Regions from separate parts of the Sus scrofa genome. Here regions 2 and 3 are each linked to region 1. A link is a contact called in public Hi-C and HiChIP or PLAC-seq data. All regions are on one chromosome and are shown on one strand. The core of a region is the stretch at or near the end of the contact, and the rest is flanking DNA. Distances in the headings are between cores, read along the strand shown.

The links. Hi-C and Micro-C count contacts between places; a contact is called where the count stands out from the background. HiChIP or PLAC-seq counts read pairs in DNA pulled down with a chosen protein or histone mark.
Region 2: an H3K27ac HiChIP or PLAC-seq map of alveolar macrophages shows a contact between it and region 1. The contact joins the promoter of U2AF2 here to the promoter of ISOC2 in region 1. A contact is called at or near these places in 1 of 47 Hi-C or Micro-C datasets (heart right ventricle) and 1 of 2 datasets of contacts at active chromatin or transcription factors (alveolar macrophages).
Region 3: a contact with region 1 is called in a Hi-C map of liver, with 4 times the contacts expected there. The contact joins the promoter of ZNF784 here to the promoter of ISOC2 in region 1. A contact is called at or near these places in 2 of 47 Hi-C or Micro-C datasets (epiblast stem cells and liver) and 1 of 2 datasets of contacts at active chromatin or transcription factors (alveolar macrophages).

Annotation. Positions count from the first base shown.
Region 1 is chr6:59,608,162-59,611,586 of Sscrofa11.1, reverse strand. ISOC2 (isochorismatase domain-containing protein 2) reads left to right here and starts at 1,928. Exons shown (of 6, transcript XM_021095040.1): 1 at 1,928-2,050.
Region 2 is chr6:59,772,280-59,775,704 of Sscrofa11.1, reverse strand. U2AF2 (U2 small nuclear RNA auxiliary factor 2) reads right to left here and starts at 1,515. Exons shown (of 12, transcript NM_001315804.1): 1 at 1,467-1,515. The coding sequence starts at 1,515. It overlaps CCDC106 (coiled-coil domain-containing protein 106), which reads right to left. Exons shown (of 7, transcript XM_021095056.1): 7 at 3,111-3,425.
Region 3 is chr6:59,739,855-59,743,279 of Sscrofa11.1, reverse strand. It overlaps ZNF784 (zinc finger protein 784), which reads left to right and starts at 1,915. Exons shown (of 2, transcript XM_003356071.4): 1 at 1,915-2,028; 2 at 3,404-3,425. The coding sequence starts at 1,951. ZNF581 (zinc finger protein 581) reads right to left here and starts at 1,868. Exons shown (of 5, transcript XM_021095062.1): 1 at 1,785-1,868; 2 at 594-667.

The DNA.
Region 1 (3,425 bases), core at 679-3,178:
CCCCTGCCACCTCCATCCCCTTTCCTGGGGGTGGCCTGTGCTGTGGCCCCCATGGAGGCACCCCACGCCAGCCCCAGCCTGAGTCTGGCTGCCCTGGGTACCTCCACCCTCGACCTCTTTGATGACATTGTGCTGGTCCCAGAGTGTCCCTCAGTGCCATCCGACCTGTTCCACTGTGTGGGGGGCCAGCCAGAACCGAGGCAGGATCCACACTTCTTCAGTCCCCTGCTCCCTTATTCCCTGAGGGGAGGGGATGAGCTCTTGGCTCCTGGAGGGGTCTGGGTGGGCAGGCAGGAGATCTCCCAGGGGATCTCTGAAGGCTGGGGACCTGCTCCCCCATGATACCCAACCACAACTCAGCCCAGGCTCCCAGACAACCAGAGCCCCCCCACCATGACAGCTCTTCAGCTGCACACACCCCCTGCCCCTGCCAGGAGTCCCATGTCCCAGTCACTCCCCTGCTGGCAGCCCCTCGGAAAATGAACCAAGCCCAGACTCCCACCTCTGACCATGGCCTCGTGGGTCCTCTCCTAGGTCCAGTGCCCCACTACAGCCACTTGGGGCGGGGATGGGGGCTCCGCGCCTGTGCACTCTCTCTCTGCCCCCTCGCCCAGCTTCTTCCTTCTTTCTTCCTAGCCCCACCTCCTTGGCAACTGTCCTTCCCGGTCCCTCTTACCCTGGTTCATCTCTGCCCAGTGTCTGGTCTACTTTAACTTATTCCCAAAGACTTGTCGATCACCTACTACATGCCAGGCCCAGGTTTCGGTGCCGAGGATTCAGAAGTGAATAAAACAGACAAGATCACTGCCCTTGTGGACTTCACATGGGGTGGGGGTGGGGGTAAAATGAGGGGACTGAAAATAAATGCACACCCACACATCTCTTTTTCCCCCGCTTTTCGGCTGAACCTATGGCACACTGAAGTTTCGAGGCCAGGGGTCAAATCCAAGCCACGTCTGCGACCTACGCGGTGGCTTTCAGCAATGCTGGATCCTTAACCCACGGAGCGAGGGTGCTCACAGACAATGCTCGTCCCTAACCTGCTGAGTCACAATGGAAACTCCTCCATACATTTTTTAAACGCAAGATAAATTTCCAATTCCAGACCACAATTAGGTTTGTGAAGAAAATAAAACAGCAACCAGATTGCGGGGCCACTTGATGTAGGGTGGTCAGAGAAGACCCTGAATGACAAGAAGGAGCTGGCCCTGTGCAAGTCTGGTATTCCAGGCAAAGAGACTAGCTCGGGCAAAGGCCCTGGGGTGGGACACTGGGGGAACAGCAAAGGAGGCCAACGTGTCTGAAGTGGAGCGCATGGGAAGAGGTGAGGTCGAGAGGCTGACAAAGGCGACTATGAATTGGGAGAGTTTGGATTTTACTCCAAGACTGATGGGCAATTCAGTCTTTCTCTCAACCCCATTTCCAAGAACGGTGTAACTATCGCAAACGCCACCCTAGGAAGCAGGCGCTGTAAGATGGGGATATTGACACACCACGGAGAACAAACGAGAAGAGGCAGGATCTTAAGTTCACGGCTCCTTCGAGCCTTTACCCTTTCCTGCAAAGTGCTTGGATCTCTTAGACTGAAGGGCCAGGGATCGAACCTGAGGTCCCCGTCCTGGGCACCACCCGTCCCTCCCTCCCTCTCGGCCCCCGAGGTCCGACAGTTACAGCCGGACTGGGGCGACCCAGCCACCTCCGCAGCCGAAGTCCAAATTCGCCGTCCACTCCGCGCGGCTCCGCCTTAGGCCCGCCACTCACGCCACTGACGCCTCTCCATTGGTCGGACTCCCAGCTGGCCAATCACGCTCTCAAGACGAACAGCCCTGCCCATACGGCCTCCCCACGAAGGAGAAGTAGCGGCGCTTGAGGATTGGCTGAGAGCGTGAGCGGAGTAGAGCTAAGCGAGTGCCCATTGGGCGGCTCGGCCCGGGTGGGCGGGACGCGGGCCGAGCAGGGGCGGGCCACGTGTCCCAACTGCTCCACACATTGACCCCGGCCTGGGAACTCAGCGGGAGGACTTGAGGGGGCGGACTCTGGCCTGCGAGAGGTGAGTGACTCCAGGCCGCACTCGCGTAGGGCGGGCTAGGCTCAGTCCCCGCGCTCTCGGGTAAGGCCCCTCCGGCGCTGATGGGGGCTGACCTCCCGCCTTGATGGTGACAAAACTGAGCGCTACGGGGACATCTGGAGCCAAGGTCACACAGCGGGGGGAGGACTCTTGCCTGGGCTCGCTAGGGACTCGGGTCGCTTCTGCCTCTCCGCCAAGTTTCTGCGCCATCCCTGCGTGGCGCATGTGTTTGGCCCCCACTTCCCCAAGGAGGAAACCGAGGCTCAGACAGAGCGGGAAACTTGCCTAAGATCACACAGCCGGGTTCCGGCCTCGTGGGGATTGAAACCGCCCATTCCTTCCTGAGGTTGCCGCCCACCTGGGGCCACCCCTCCTTCTCTGGCCTTGGACTCTCTCCACACACAGATTCTTATCACTCCCCCAGGGCACCCCCAAAACCTATCTCCAGCCCAGATCCCTTCCCCACCTTTTTCATATTCTCCCCCAAATTAGTTCCCCTTTCCAGGCCTCCAGCTAGTCCCTGGACCCTGCCTTCCTCGGAAGTCTGGAAACCTAGGGATCTTCCTTCTTCTCCCATCCCCACGACTCGACCCCTGGAATCTGTCTGTCCTGCCCCCTCCTCCCTGTCCTCCTGCCCTTGCCCACCTGGTCCACAGCCCCTGGAGATACACCGCATAGGTAGGCAAACGTCCAAATCACCAGACACGGCTCAAATAACTTTTCACAAAGAGAACCGTCTGGGGGTTCCTGTTGTGGCTCAGGGGGTTAAGGATCCCGCCCTGTGAGCTGTGGTGTAGGTGGCAGATGTGGCTCCGATCCTGCCTTGCTGTGGCTGTGGTGTAGGCCGGCGGTACATCTCCATTTAGACCCCTAGCCTGGGAACCTCCATATGCCAGTGGGTGCAGCCGTAAAAAGAACTGTTTGGTGGGGACAGTATCCAAATCCAGAAACCACACACACTCCAGAAGGCCCCCTAGCAGCCCCTTCATCACTGCCCCCCCATTGTATTTATTTCTGACGAGGGGACCTGTTACACATTGTCCAAAATTCCTAAGGAACAGAACAGTACCCAGTGAAAATTAAATGACCTTCACACTCTGCTCTCAGAGGTCTGTCTCTGCAGGAACACATGCTCCCGATGTTCCTGCCAGATACCGACTGGAACACTTCACCACATCTCTTCCCCCCCCCCCCTCCGCACAAAGAAGAGCATTGCTATCCACACTAGTACGCCTTTTTTTTTTTTCTGTCTTTTTTTTGTCTTTTTAGGGCCTCACTCACAGTATATGGAGGTTTCCAGGCTAGGGGGTCAATGATACACAATGGGAACTTCTAGATTTATTTCTATGCTTATTCT
Region 2 (3,425 bases), core at 266-2,765, 160 kb before region 1:
ATGCCAGACCGTATGCCACACACTGTACACACATTACCTCACTTAACCTCAGCTGCAACTCTCACCAGCTAAAACCAAAGAAAGTTTTTCAAGCTTTCTGAGCCTGCTTCCTCCTCTGCAAAGGAAAGGAAGTCATGTCAGTCCCCCACGGCTGTTGACCATCTACTTAAATAAGCCGTGTAAAAGCTTAGCAAAGCACTATCAGTACTGCCATCACCATTGACTCCAGAAACCGGTAATAAAGACACATACCTATTTAACAGCCACTACACACAAGAAAAGGATTAAAAAAAAAAAAAAAAAGCATAGACGTGTTAAAGTTCCACAACTACTTAGCAACAAAGCAGGTACTAGAAGCCAAGTCTCCTCCCCTCCAAAGCCTGTGCTGTGAAGCGTTACAACGTGTACAGACACCCCGTGGGCACTCCGAAACCCGACTTCGTCTTCCCCAGGCGCTGTCTCCTCCTAAACCAGCCACCTGCTCCCAACTGCAGACTGGGCTGAAAGGGGAACCCCAGCGCCCCCCGCCCCCTGTGCAGTCCTCTGACCACAAGGAGCTTAGGCCTCGCGCTCGCCACCTCCTCCAGGCCTAAGTTTGTTCTAACATTCGTGGGGTGTCCAAACTAGTCGGCACTAGCTCGGCCTCCTACTTGGACTCCGCATCACCGGAGGGACTTTGCCTCCCATCCTCCCAACTGAGCTAAGTCTCCCTACTCGCTCCGAGCCTGTCTCTTTATCGCCACGTTGAAAAGGCGGACACACGCGGCGCCCGGAGGGTGGGCTCGTACAGAACAGGGGACCTGTCTAACTGAGGAGATATGGGGGGCAGACACGCCACACTGTGCCTGGCGCGACGGCGCGAGGGAGAACCGCGTGCGGGAGGAACACTGAAAACGCACAGTGCGGACCTCTCCCAGGAGACACCGCATCACCCACGTTAGGCTGGAAGGGACCCCGGCGACTAGCCCCCAGGAAAGGCGCGAAGGGCGGCGGTGCGAGAAGGGCCCACACCGCGGCCCTGCATGCGCCCACGTGAAGGGGGGCTCCAACCGCCATTTTGGAACAAAGGGGGCGTGGAGACACCGGCCGCGGGCCCGGCCGGAAGCGGAAGTGCGAGGGCATCGGGAGAAAAGGAGGGGTTGCGGGACCCAATCTACATAATCTCCTTTCCAAATTAAAAAAATAGAAAATAAGTCCGCAACGGACTCCCGACAGCCTGCGGCGCCCGCGCCACCCGCGCCGGGGGCCACGTGGGGCGCGGAACCGAACGCGGCGCGCATGCGCCCGCCGCCCCCTCCCCTCCCGCGCGGCGGCACGCCGGGCGGTCACGTGAGTAAGGCGCGCACCGCGGGGTGGGGGGGCGCCGTGCGGGCCTAAGGGGGGGAAGCGAGGGGGAAAATGGCGGGGGACACAGGGGGAAGCCGAGAGCCGCCCCGCCCGCCGCCCCGCACCCCCGGCGCCCTCACCTTGCTTATTCTCGTTGAGCTGCCGCTCGAACTCGTCGAAGTCCGACATGCTGAGGCGGCCGCGTAGGGCCCTGTGTAGCTCTCGCCTCGCCTTGCCGCGCGCCCGATCCGGCCGCTTCGGCTACTTCCGCCGCTTGCTTCGGCTACTTCCGGCCGCCGCCGGCGTTCCACCGCCTCCTACCTAATCAAGCCCCTGCCGCCCGCCCAGCCCCGCCCCGGCTCCGCCCCTCTCCCCGCCGGCCCGCCCACGAGGCGCACCTCCCCCCAGGGCCTGGCTCCGAAACGCGTCGGCTATTTCCGGACCGTGGAGGAGCGAAGGGAGAGGCGACTTCGGCTGCTTCCGAAAACACCCGAAGCGAGGGTTTCGCAGGCTTCTCAGGTTTTCGTAACTTTTCGGATAGTAGCTCTTCAACGTTCGGATGTTTCCGTAGGTCCTCGCATTCCTAGCACCCAGACTCCCCACTTAGAATTCAGCTTCTTCCAAGAACTCAAACCGTCCGTCTTTGGCTGCTTCCACGGATTCTACCCTCTCTTTCCCAACGGCCCTGTCCAAGCAATCGGCCACTTCCGACAATCCTAACCGTCCCGGATTTCGGCACTTTCCGAAGGTCTCTGGCGCTCCCCCTCGGGCCCAACCAGAGATTAAACCCGTTTCCAAACTTCGGCTCTTTCCGGAGATTCCAAGAGCAACCTCCTCCCCCTTTCGGAGAACTTCGGCTCCTTCCGCCACCGCCTGGGGAAGGACTCACAGCAGACACCTTCGGCTTTTTCCGTGGGCGCTTCGGCTCCTTCCGGCTCCGGGAACCAAAAAGGGAGGGAGGACAGAGGCGAGGTGGGTCAGGGGAAAGGAAAAGAAGAGGCAGGGTCTCGGCTCTCAGCACCCGGCTCTCCCTGTGGGGCGATGGGAGGAAAAGAAGGACCGATGTTGAGAAGCGCCTAAGAAGGTTTCGCGAGACAAAAGCAGCCAGCGGAGTGAAGAGTGCGCGCGGCTGCTGCGGAGGTTGCCAGCGCGGCTTTGTGCGCATGCGCAAAGTGGAAGGGGCGAGCGCGAGAGAGCCTCTGCGCCTGCGTAGAGATCGGTCTGAACCGAGACCTCTCACTGTTCGGAGAGGGGGGGCGGGTCGTCGGGGCCACAGCCCGAGCGCGCGTGCGCGAGATTTCCTTCCTCCAGGGAAGGGACTACATTCCCGACCGTTGAGCAAGGCCGCCCCCTTGCGGTTGCCGTGGCAACCACACAAGCGAGCGTTCCCCCCCCCAACCGCGCCGACGCTGCTAGCCACGCAGCGGGCACTTCCGGGAGACAGAGAATCTCGCTTTACCGCCTCCTGGAGGCAGTCTCTGTTCAGAGCTCCCCGCTCCCCTCGATGGTCGCCTCTCCCAAAAGTCATTGAGTCCCGCCTTCTGCCGCCTTGCCTCTGGTCCAAGTCGGCTCATGCCTCCTTCCCGGAGTTCTGCTCCTCCGAGTTGTTCAGGGCACAGCTGCTTCTCTCCTCCCACTCCTGCCTCTGGGGGACTAATTACACCTTGTCTCCCCAACCTCCCCATTTCCCGCCTGACCATCCGCTCCCCGGAGCCCCCCCTGGAGCCCCTGTCACTGTCTCCGCGGCAACAGCCACCCCCTCCCAGCAAGAGGCCGGGGCCTGGTTTATTCCAAATTTTATCACCTCTTTTTAATTTAAATTCTCTTAATAATTCTCTCTCACGTGGACTCAGGGCTGTCCCGGAATGCGGGTGGGGAGCTCCTTGCAGGGCGGGCTGGTGGGCCGGCCACTCCTCGGGTCCGGGGGCGGAGACGGGATGTGTACAGTGCCCCTCTGCCCCGCAGGGTCCCAGGAGGAAGGGCCCTGTGAGGGCAGGACAGTCCCGCTCAAGTGGGAGGGGGTACCAGTGTTTAGGAAAGGGTAGGATCTGGTCCCTTGATAATTCTTGGGAACTTTTTCTAAAGGAGGACCGCCCCCA
Region 3 (3,425 bases), core at 666-3,165, 130 kb before region 1:
CCTCGGGAGCGGCCCAAGAAATAGCAAAAAAAGACAAAAAAAAAAAAAGAAAGAAAGTAAGAAAGGAAATGCAAAATCTCATAAGGGGAAGGAGGCAAGAGAAGGGGATGTTACACAGATGGCTGAGATTGCATCTGTAAAGTTGTATGGTTTAAGTTCATTAAGGAGTACAGGGAGCTATTTATATACTTCTGAATTTTTCTTTTCTTTTGTTTTTTTTTTTTTTTTTTTGCTCCCACGGCATATGGAGGTTCCCAGGCTAGGGGGTGAATCGCAGCTGTAGCTGCCGGCCTACGCCAGAGCCACAGCAACGCGGGATCTGAGCCACGTCTGCAACCTACACCACAGCTCACGGCAACGCCGGATCCTTAACCCACTGCACAAAGCCAGGGATCAGACATGCATCCTCATGGATCCTAGTCAGGTTGTTAACCACTGAGCCACGAAGAGAACTCCCCAAATGAGTATTTTAAATGCTATCTATCCGAGGAAGACTTGCACCAGGTTCTGGTCACACACCCTGGAATTTCGTCTAATGGAAACAGATTCCCAAGCAGGAACAAAAAGCGGTGAACATTTCAGCAGACTCTTACCTTGTGCTGAAGTGGACACCTACCGCTTCCACTGTCATTTCACTGGGCAAAGAAAACCACGTGGCCACGTCTAACTGCAAAGGAAAATACAACCCTATCATGTTCCCTAAAGAGGGAGAACCGAATTTGCGCATGATCGTCACGTTCAGTCATCCACCCTGCCCTTCCAGGAAAACAATTTAAGAGTGTTCCAGCGATCTCGCATCTCTCTGTTTTAGTGGGTTTCGCAACCCTCTACAGATGTATGCATAAATGCAGGCATGGTCAGAAGTAGCGCGATGACCTCTCCAAGGTCACACAGCCGGGCCAAGGAACGAGTAACTGGACAGCTGAGCCCTCAGCCCTGTCCTTGTAACTGCCGAAAACCCCTGCCCTTGGGCTCTTGCCTTCAAAGGCGCATTTCCCAAACTTCACACAACCTGTGGATACTTGCTAATGAATCCCAGTACCACTAGTGTGGCAGTCGGTTCAGTATATTTTTGCAAAGGGACTTAAAAGTCCTTACATTTGTAACCTTTGCCTCACTGAGTTATCTCGAACCAGGGAGTAGGTGACCACAAAAACGTGTAGTGTGAACACAACAAAGGTTGTTCAATTCTGGTGTCAAGTGACCGCCAGAGCCTACTCATGGAGATTAAAAAGAGAAATTAGGGAGTTCCCGTCGTGGCGCAGTGGTTAGCGAATCCGACTAGGAACCATGAGGTTGCAGGTTCGGTCCCTGCCCTTGCTCAGTGGGTTAACGATCCGGCGTTGCCGTGAGCTGTGGTGTAGGTTGCAGACGCGGCTCGGATCCCGCGTTGCTGTGGCTCTGGCGTAGGCCTGTGGCTACAGCTCCGATTAGACCCCTGGCCTGGGAACCTCCATATGCCGTGGGAGCGGCCCAAGAAATAGCAAAAAGACCAAAAAAAAAAAAAAAAAAAAGAAATTAGAATTAGCTCACAGGAGAGTTCCCGTCGTGGCCTGGCACAAACGAACCCGACAAAATCAGGAGGGATCCGTGGTTCCGCTCAGGGGGTTAAGGATCCAGCGTTGCTGTGGCTGTGGTGCAGGCCGGCAGGTGCAGTTGCGATTCGATTCCTAGTCTGGGAACCTCTATACGCTGCGGGTTCGCCCTAAAAAGACACGTACACAAAAGAATTAGCTCAGAGCCACCCCAGCGCCCCACGCAGGCTGTCTCTTGGGGGCACTGACAGGCAATTAGGAAGAAATTCACCACTTTCTCCCTGGGGATGGAGAGAGCCAGCTCCCGGGAAGCCCCGCCCCTCCTCCAGGCCGCCTGCGCGGGGCCCCGACGCCAGCCTAGGCCCCACCCCCTCCGGATTGACCTCTGGCATTGGGGGCGGGGCCTGGGGACAAGATGGCTGCCGCGCGCCCGGAGTCGCCGAGTCTGAGCTCAGCGGGCCCGGAGCCGCGATCCCCGGAACCTCCGGACCTGGTGCGGGCGAGGAAGGGCCCCGGCGCGGGGGCTCTAGGCGGCAGGAGGTCGCAGGGGTGGGGGTGGGGCTTAGAGCTGGGCGGGGGAGGTATTTAGGGCTATGGCCCTGGGGGCGGGGCTTCTCGTGGGGGCGGTGTGAGGTTGGAGGGGCGTGGCCGGAGGAGGAGGGTGGGCGGGCCAAGTCAGAACTGGAGAGGGATCCACCCGAGCGAGGAGTCCGAGGGATTGAGTTTGTCTAATGAGGGGGCGGAGCCTTCAGAGGGCGGGACCTCATGAATTTTAGGGTTCCGGAACCTGGGTGGAAGGTTGGGAAGGTGACCCTGGAAGAGAAGGGTGTGGGGTTATGGTTGGGTCACCCACTTCGGGGTAGGGGGATGATTCTGCAAGAGTCTAAGTGCTACCCAAGAGAGGATTTGGGGGCAGAAGTGCCTGCTCCAGCTGCCTTTGGACCCCACTCAGGCTGAGAGCGTATCTGAGGACAGTCTTTCATTCAGCAGACATTTACTGTGCTCCCACTTGGGCTAGACAGATGGAGAGGTGAAGGCGGCAAATAAACTATCCTCTTGGAGCTTGCAGCCCAGAAGAGGAGAGAGACAATAAAGAAGTCTTATTGTGTTATGTTCGATAAAGAGTGAGCTGATAGAGCGGCGCGGAGGGGAGCTAAATTTAGTCGAGAGAGAAGTCAGCTGTGTGCCGGCTTATATTTACACTGGGGCCAGAGAGATAAGCGGGAGGCAGATCGTGATGGATATGAATTAAGGCTTTGGATTTTAAGTGCAGTGGGTGTCATGGGAGGGTTGCGAATGGGAAAATGACTTCCATCTGTTCCCGTTTTCAAAAGGTCATTAAGGCTGCTTTGGGAAAATGGGTTATGAGGGAGCCAGGCAGAGGACCAGAGGCAGTCAGAGGTTCAGGACACTTGGCAAAGAATGTTTGCCTTATGAAGTTCCCCAGTGGCCCGAGGATTCCACGTTGGTGCTGTGGCAGCTTGCGTTGCTGCTGTGGCACCTTGGGTCGCTGCTGTGGCACCTTGGGTCGCTGCTGTGGCACGGGTTCAATCCCTGGCCCAGGATCATAGGCCTGCTGCGAGGGAGGCCCCCTCAAAAAAAAAAAAAAAAAAAAAAAAGGTGCAGTGAGGTAATTGGCTTTTCACTGGGATGGAGGAGAGAGATGGCTGGATCTGTGGACCATTTCAGACGGGAGGGGAAGTCTTCAAAGGCACGTAACAGAATCCCGGGCCGGGGAAGCAGCGGAGAGCTGAATCTAGAAATCGAGGGATCCAGCATGCTACAAAAGGGAGGTGTTTTAATAATCAGGTGGGGAGGCCTTGAGGCAGAGGCCACAGGCTCCTCTGTTTCTTCTCCCCCTCACCCAGGTCCTGGTGCCTGATGATGGCC